Linked DNA regions of Rattus norvegicus: region 1 is linked to region 2. A link is a contact called in public Hi-C data. All regions are on one chromosome and are shown on one strand. Each heading gives the region's core, a stretch centred on a gene start, on an enhancer-like site or on the middle of the called end of the contact. The rest is flanking DNA. Distances are from core to core; before and after follow the strand shown. Region 1 has its middle 29 kb from the start of Ccn2. Region 2 holds the start of Enpp1 (ectonucleotide pyrophosphatase/phosphodiesterase 1).

The links. A called contact is a pair of places that touch in the nucleus more often than the background predicts.
Region 1: a Hi-C map of kidney shows a contact between it and region 2, with 2.7 times the contacts expected there. The contact joins the enhancer-like site here to the promoter of Enpp1 in region 2. A contact is called at or near these places in 7 of 12 Hi-C or Micro-C datasets (the A7r5 cell line, Schwann cells, frontal cortex and 3 more).

The regions. Positions count from the first base shown.
Region 1 is chr1:22,593,770-22,597,580 of GRCr8, reverse strand. No RefSeq gene overlaps it. Among named protein-coding and RNA genes, the nearest start is that of Ccn2, 29 kb to the left of the region's middle. Within about 2 kb of position 2,115, at least 3 of the 93 cell types and tissues checked have an H3K27ac peak or open chromatin away from gene starts, as enhancers often do. A contact at or near this core is called in kidney, where this site is marked.
Region 2 is chr1:22,515,873-22,519,600 of GRCr8, reverse strand. Enpp1 (ectonucleotide pyrophosphatase/phosphodiesterase 1) reads right to left here and starts at 1,532. Exons shown (of 25, transcript NM_053535.2): 1 at 1,341-1,532. The coding sequence starts at 1,526.

The DNA.
Region 1 (3,811 bases), core at 866-3,365, 77 kb before region 2:
ATATGAAGCTCTAGGGTTTTGGAATAACCAATACTTGTTTCCCAAGCAACTTATGGGGTGCCTGTGTTCACGAACACGCTAGCTTCAAGTGACCCTAAGATCGCCTAAGCCAACCATATTGAAGGCTGACGCTTCACAGATATTAGGATATTCCAGAGGTCCCATCATATCCATTGTATTTTAACAGTCATGTGAGAGATGAATTTTTGGCAAAATGATTGCAGGTTTTCAATTCTACGTCAAATATAATTGTAAGGGTCAAATAGAATTTACTACCTTCCTTAGGATGAGAACTTCAGAGTATAGAGGCAAAATAAATAAATAATAAATAAATCAAACCCCAAAGAAGACACAGCGGTCATCACAGAAGCAATTATTAAATTATCACTGACTTTCATATAATTACAATGTAAAATTTAATTACAAATAATGTAGTTATATTAAAATTTCCCCAGAGTACAAATTTTTCTTAGTATTATTTTTCTAGGTGATGTTAAATGCACTTAGGGGTGTGTGGGGGTGTGTGCGTGTGTGTGTCTGTGTGTGTGTATGTGTATGTCTGTGTGTGTGTCTGTATGTGTGTGTCTGTGTGTGTGTCTGTGTGTGTCTGTGTGTGTCTTTCTGTGTGTGTCTGTGTGTGTGTCTGTGTGTGTGTGTCTGTGTGTCTGTGTGTCTGTGTGTCTGTGTGTGTCTGTGTGTGTGTGTGATCCTAGGTCTATATATCAAGGAGAAGGCTCTACCATGGAGCTATATGGTCAATCCAGCAATTGAGAGAATATTGTCGTCCTTACCACTTAAGAAAACACAGTTTCTGATGAAATGTCATGTGTCCTTGCTGGGAGCAAAATCAGGGGTTGGTGTACAATCTCAGCTGCATAGCACCATGTGTCATGGTCAGTTCAGTGCATCAAGTCAAGAAACAAGGCCACAGACATCAGAGAACGAGGAAGAACGTTCTCTTTCTTGCAAATGGCACAGGAGATGTCTATGTGAAAACACCAGAGGGATTTAAAAATCACCCTAAGACTAGAGCCAATATGAGTTTAGCAAAGTTGTGGGATATCAGACAATTTTACAGAACATAATATTAATTCTGTATGCCAGTAATGGCCACTTTGAAACCAATATTTCAAACACAGTGCTTCTTACAACTGCTAAAAGAAATTGAGAACTTAGGTATATAATAAAGAGAAATGGGCCTTGAAAACTACAGACACTCACAAAAGAAAGACTGGATCAGATGTAATCACAGACTGACCAACTGAGTAACAACTTCGTCTCCCTAAACGGACACGAGAGGTCACTTCATCAGTGCAATGTCACAGCCCGAAGCCTTGCTGAAAGCTTTCTGTAGCACTGAAGCAGTGGTCCTCAACCTTCCTAATGCTGCAGTCACTTAATACAGAGACACTATCGACTCCTTCGCTTCTAATAATGATATCCCATATAGGACATATACATCCCAGGCAGTGGTGACCTCCAACCATAACAACCCGTAACAATTTGCTACTGTTATAAGTTTAATGCAAATATTTGATATGTGACCCCTCCCCCCAGGGACTGTGGCCCACAAGCAGAGAACCACTTCTCTAGTGACTTTGTTTGTAGGTTCACTGGCGTTTGTGTATATAAGCAGTTGTGACATCTATAAACTTAAAGTCTCATTTCTCCTTCCTGAACCTGTATTATTTTACTTCCTTTTTCCTTTATTCCACCGGCTGGGACATATAGCACTCTGTTTGAAGCGGCAGAGAGTTGACAGGACATAGACATCTTGCCTTGTTCCGGTTATAACCAGAGCAGAAACCCCTGCTGTTCATCAGTCCGACGGCAATGAGTGGACAAGATCAGTGCTTCCCTCGGAGGACTTCAACCTGGCAGAGAAGCATGACTTCCTCCTGTAGCATGTTTTATAAGAAACCAGAACAACATTTAGTCCTGCCTCTCTGGTCACTCGGTCCACCTTGTCTTTAAGAAATGTTGTGCTGGTGTGTTTCTCCTTATTTCCTCTTGCATGTTCCCCTCACACTATCATCCTTCCTTCTGCAGGGAGTGTTACACACCCAGGCTAGCCTCTGAGCAATGATTCTTCCCAATCATCCGAGTTACCTTTAGGTTAAAGATTAACTCCAGTCAGTTAACAACATGGACTTGCTGGGCAGCTTACAGTATGCACGTCCAGGTTCCTTCACACGGTAGAAAATACAAATAGGCTCTCATGACTCAGAGAATCAAGGGCCCCTATCCTTTTCAACGTATGAAGTACAAGCGTGCTCTTACAGTATAGAGCTTAGAGTGGCCCTTCTCTGTCCCCTTTACTGTCAAAACTCAGCAGGATGTGTGCCTTGAGAAAGTCATGAGTGTCTTGGAATTTGAAGAGATCAACAAAACTAAGGCACCCAAAACAAACATAAAAATAAAGAAACAGGGAGAATTTACTCTCCCTGATCTTAAGACTAAACACAAAGGGACAGTATCCAAGGTAGGATAGACTGAGGGGACAGAATAGATAGTCTAACGTGAGCCCACAGAAACACATCCAACTAATCCTGACAGAGGCTGCAAGCAAATGATAACTGAATTTCCTGCACTGGCACGAAGGCTGGTTTTTACATGTTTCTGCATCACAGGTCATCCAGAGATGTCTAACTGTTGTCTGGATGACTAACTGTTGTCTAACAGTTTACATGCAGCATGGTAGAAAGCTGAGGCAATAAGATGTGGTAAGAGAGAATGAAATAGTCCGTCGTTCAAGGATGTTCATTAAGCTCAGGTGGCAAAAACTCAGTCTTCAGGAAGTTCCTGAAACTGACCAGATTCACCAGGCCCCTTCTTTCTTAAACAGACGTAACCAGTAAGGACTGCTGAGAGACCGAGACAGATCAGCTGCTGTGCGTCTGCTCCAGGTTCCCAGCTTTTGTGAGTTGTCATCAATACTGAGGTGGGCTTTGGTGATATGGTGGTCTTTGAGTCATTTCTGCAACTATAAAACTCATTGTAAAACTCATTGGTTCGTCTAATTGAACTTCAGGGGTTCCTGTACTTAGTCTGCTATTGGTTCCCTATCTGGAGTGAGTAGACATTAGGTAGTGTCTCCCCAAGAACGCACCAGACAATACTGCTGGTTTCCAGGATTTAGGACTGGTGGAAGAAGGAGGTGGGTTTGAATAGGGGGAGCCTGAAAACTTGTGGGAATAGGATAATTCTCCACCCTGGCTGTATTGGTATTTATCAGATCTATGCATAGGATAAAATTACATAGAAACACACATGCTTTTAAAGAATTTTAAATTCTAAGGGTAGGGATAGATTTGCTAATTACAGACCTATGGGACTTGTCACTCCTTCATTCACAACAGGTTACTGTCTCTGTCTTGTATTGGCAGCTTGGCTGGCCTCTGGTCTTCCAGGAGGCTCAGCTGGTCTGTCTCCGTGTCTCTCAGCAGCCCTTATTGCTTATGTATGTTTAAGGAAGAAGGGGACTGATGTATCTGCTCAGTTTCGGGGACTTCCTGAAGCCTTTCAGTTTTTACTTTCTGAGCTTAATGGATGTCCTTGAAATATGGAATATTCCATCTTCCCAATTCCTATGCTCTGGAATCGAGTTGTCTTCTATCACACTCATAATTCCGCAACATTGATTTCATGACGTGTGTGTCTGCACTCCTCTGAGGCAGTAAGTCCATCAGCAGTGTCATAATACATAGAGTTAAGTAAAGACTGGTGGGTCCATTTTAATAAACAAAGGAATGAATGAGTGAGTGATTTCAGGGACGGGTGAGGAATCTGATATTTATACACGGAACATTTT
Region 2 (3,728 bases), core at 283-2,782:
CAATAGCTGGGAACCCTTGAAAGACTTATAGGAAGTTTATAAACATGTCTTGTAATTTCATAAATACTCAGTGTGTCTTTATTGAGTATCTCATAGTAGCTCAGGGTACTGATACTCTGTAATTTAAGTAGTCCTGTAACGCCCTGCGATCTTCCATTAAACACACACACACACACACACACACACACACCCCAAAAAGACTTTCTAGGCTCAAACTAAATAAGTGCCCATCAATATCGTATGAGTGACATATGATACAAAATTATACCCTGGGATACAGCAGCCTGTGGTTTGAGAGACTTCTTCTTTGAACCTCAGACTTATTTTTAAAAAACTAAGGATATGACACCATCTCTCAAGTCTAGGAATTCTGGTTCTCAAAGTGCTATGGTGTCTGCATAGAACCTTAAGAACAGTGGAAATGAAAATGATGTCAAAAGGGAGACTTTAAACATCGGAAAGAAGATTTTCAACAAAACAGTGCAAAGGCCATAATGTGTAACTATATGTTTTGAGGTGTGCTATCCACAGAAAGCTGTAGTTTGCACATACTATAAGATAACTACATCTTCCTTCAGTTCTGAATTTATTTCCCGCTTCCAGTACCTTTGAAACCATGCTATGAGCTCTCATCTCACCACAACAAACTGAGCTCAGGAAGAATAATGGAAGTCCCCACCAAAACTTAGAACGAGCATCACAGGACGCAGCCTTTCTGACCCAAGGAAGATCCGGAGTGAAAATCGCTGTCCTGTTTCCAAAAGGTGGCTGTGGATCCTGCAACTGTCCTAACAGAATAGTAGAGGGACATAGCCAGCAGCTGTGCCCGGCAACACAAACAGCGCTGTCTGTGGTTAAAAGAGCCGGCACTGAATCCCAGGCCTCTTCCCAGTCACATAAACATGAATATCGATGGGGCTTCTAAACAACTGCCAGGAAACACCACGACAGAGCCAAACGAGGGTGTTTTCTAAAGTTCCTGATACTTTTAAAAGCAGTGGCGAACCTTTCAACGGGAATGAATTCATCTAAAGCCACGAGCACCACCTGCACCGAGCCAGGCCACCTAAAAGGCTACAAACATCGCTGTGTTACCCCAAGACTAGCTGTTCATTCGTTTCCGCCTCTAAATATCCTGTCTTCCCTGTCTTCTCTGAGGGAAGAGGACGGTATTTCAAGGTGACTATTATAGCAGCCCGCTCCTACTGGGCGAGGGGTAAGGACCCTGCAGATCACCTCGTACTGGCGCAGGAGGAGCCCACGCTCTCTGGTGCCGGGTGCTGCCCGTGTTCTCTTCTATCCCGGCCCCCTCCCGGGGGTCGCGGCGAGCACCGACCTACCAGCGACAGCACTTTGTAGGTGTTGGGGTCTTTGGCGGTGCGCGCACGCTCCGCCTTCTCCAGCGGCTCCTCCCCTAGGTCCATGGGCGCCAGCAGCGAAGCGGCGGCTGGAGACTCCAGCTCGCGGCCGTTTCCCGCTGGCCCATGCCGGGGCCCTTGCCCTGCCTGTTCGCCGTCGCGCTCCATCGCCCCGCTCTGCCCCCGCCGGCCGAGCTTTAATAGGCTCGCAGCCCCGCCCCGCCCCGCGCCGCCCCCGTCGGACCCTTGGCTCCCAGCCCTCGGCCGGCGCTCTGGCCCGAGCCGCTCAACGCCCCGGTTATTTGGCTTCCTGTCTGATTTCGGGCCCTGGGCGCGTGGGCTATTTTGGGTCCCTGACGTGGGCGTGTCTTTAACTTCCACCCCAAACCCTGTCCCCGCCGGCGATCGTGGCACCCTACGAACCCTTGCAGGAATCGCCCCGCGTGGCCCAGCGAGGGCTGGACTGGAATCACTGTGTGGTCTGTAGAGGCCATGAGATCATGGAGACCCGGAATAGAGCCAGAAGAGAATGCAGCGCTCCCCACCACCCAGGTCCCTAAGGCAGGAGACCTGGTGTCCCAGAGCAGACCTGCGTGCGTTTCACCGGTGAAATGCAACGGGGGCATGGAGAGGTGACTTTCTCTTTCTCCCACTAGTGCAAACAAAAATTCTCTGCCTGGAGCTGCTAAATGTGGGACACAGGGTTTACACAACACTGATGGTTTGCACAAACACACATAGGGGATGTGTGGTGTCCGGGTTTACTATCCTAATATATTTGCTTATTAGCTATTTTAGATTTCCGGGAGCTTCCGGGTGTCTGTGTCTTCCTCCTCTGAGGTCGGCGCTTTAATTGATGAGCAGTATCAAGAACTCTGACTCTATTTGATGCGCTTTATTTCTGAAGCAGAATGTGAGCAGTCGGCTCTTGATGGGTTTTGTTTCACCTTTGATTCTTCAGCTTTCTCACGCTCCTTCCCATCCGCAAAACCACGCCTCCCAGAACCCAAAAGCAGAAGCGTTGTGACCAAACACAGTGACTAAGAAAAAAATCAAATATTCACGAGTCGTCTTTTACTTGCTTTGTTTACATGCATCACCTTCCCATGTGAAAAATAGATGCTTAACAGGTGGAAATCGGGTTTGTCCCCTTTAAAACTGTCAGCACGGACTGGGGAGAGCAATCGGCAGGCAAAGTTTTGCACTAGCAAGTACAAGGGATTGAGTGCAAATCCCAGACTCCAAAAACCCTGTAGCCTGAGCTTGTAATCTCAAATCTGGGAGGCAGAGGCAGATGGATCCCAGGGTTGGCCAGCCAGCCAGCCTAGCCTGCTTGCTAAGTTCAAGGGTAGTGAGAAAGGGTCTCAGAAAAGGGTGAGCTGTGCTTCAGAAGACTGACAACCAACAGTAGCTTTGATCTGCACTTTCATGCACATGTGCAGATGCAAACACGAACACACACACACACACACACAGAGAGAGAGAGAGAGACAGAGACAGAGACAGAGAGAGAGAGAGATTAAAACAATGTGGAGGCTTTCAATTTATACTGACTTCATTCAGACATTCAATAATGAAACTTTCAACACTTTGAATGTCATATGTATAAAAACATGAAGATCATGTTGGATCAACAGTAGAGAGAAGGATCTGCATATAGGTCCTCAAGCCACACATGGAATATAAGGTTAGTAGAACCAATGGTTAACAGTGGGAGAAAAAGGCACCCCAAAAGCAATCTTTAGTTTATTTTTTTATTCTCATCACCACTGAGTCAGCTTACCAAGCACCCACAAGAAGCAGGTTCACCATTTCATAGTCAAACATACTTTTTTACCCCAAACTTGGTTCTGATTTTTAATTAGAATGTTTCCAGAAACCAGATTAAAGGCCAAAGTTTTGCTCCATTGAATCTGGCCAAATACACGTCAAATTTTCTAAAAGCACTCAACAGACACTTTCCAAAGTGGCCTTGAGTCTGAAAGAAAAATGGAGTAAGTGTATTGTTGGCAACCCAAAGCAATCAATGACATTTATGCTGTCCTCAATGGAAAAGTCAATGCTATCTGCAAGTTTACAATGTCTCAAGCATCTGGGGACAACCAGGGACCATTAAGGAATAAGGCTGCCCCCTATAGACAAGACAGTGAGCATATTGGCCTGTAAGCAACAGTTGCCAGGGTTATACAAGGATTAGGGGAGAGACTTGGATTTTTTTTAAAAACAAACAGAAAATTTAAATGTTGTGAGTTCTCTAGATCACAAAATGTTGTGTACACACACACACACGCAGATAGAGTCTTTAAACACTTTGAAAACCAAACACAATGTAGCACATCTGCACAGTGGACCTGGAAGACAGGCCACCAG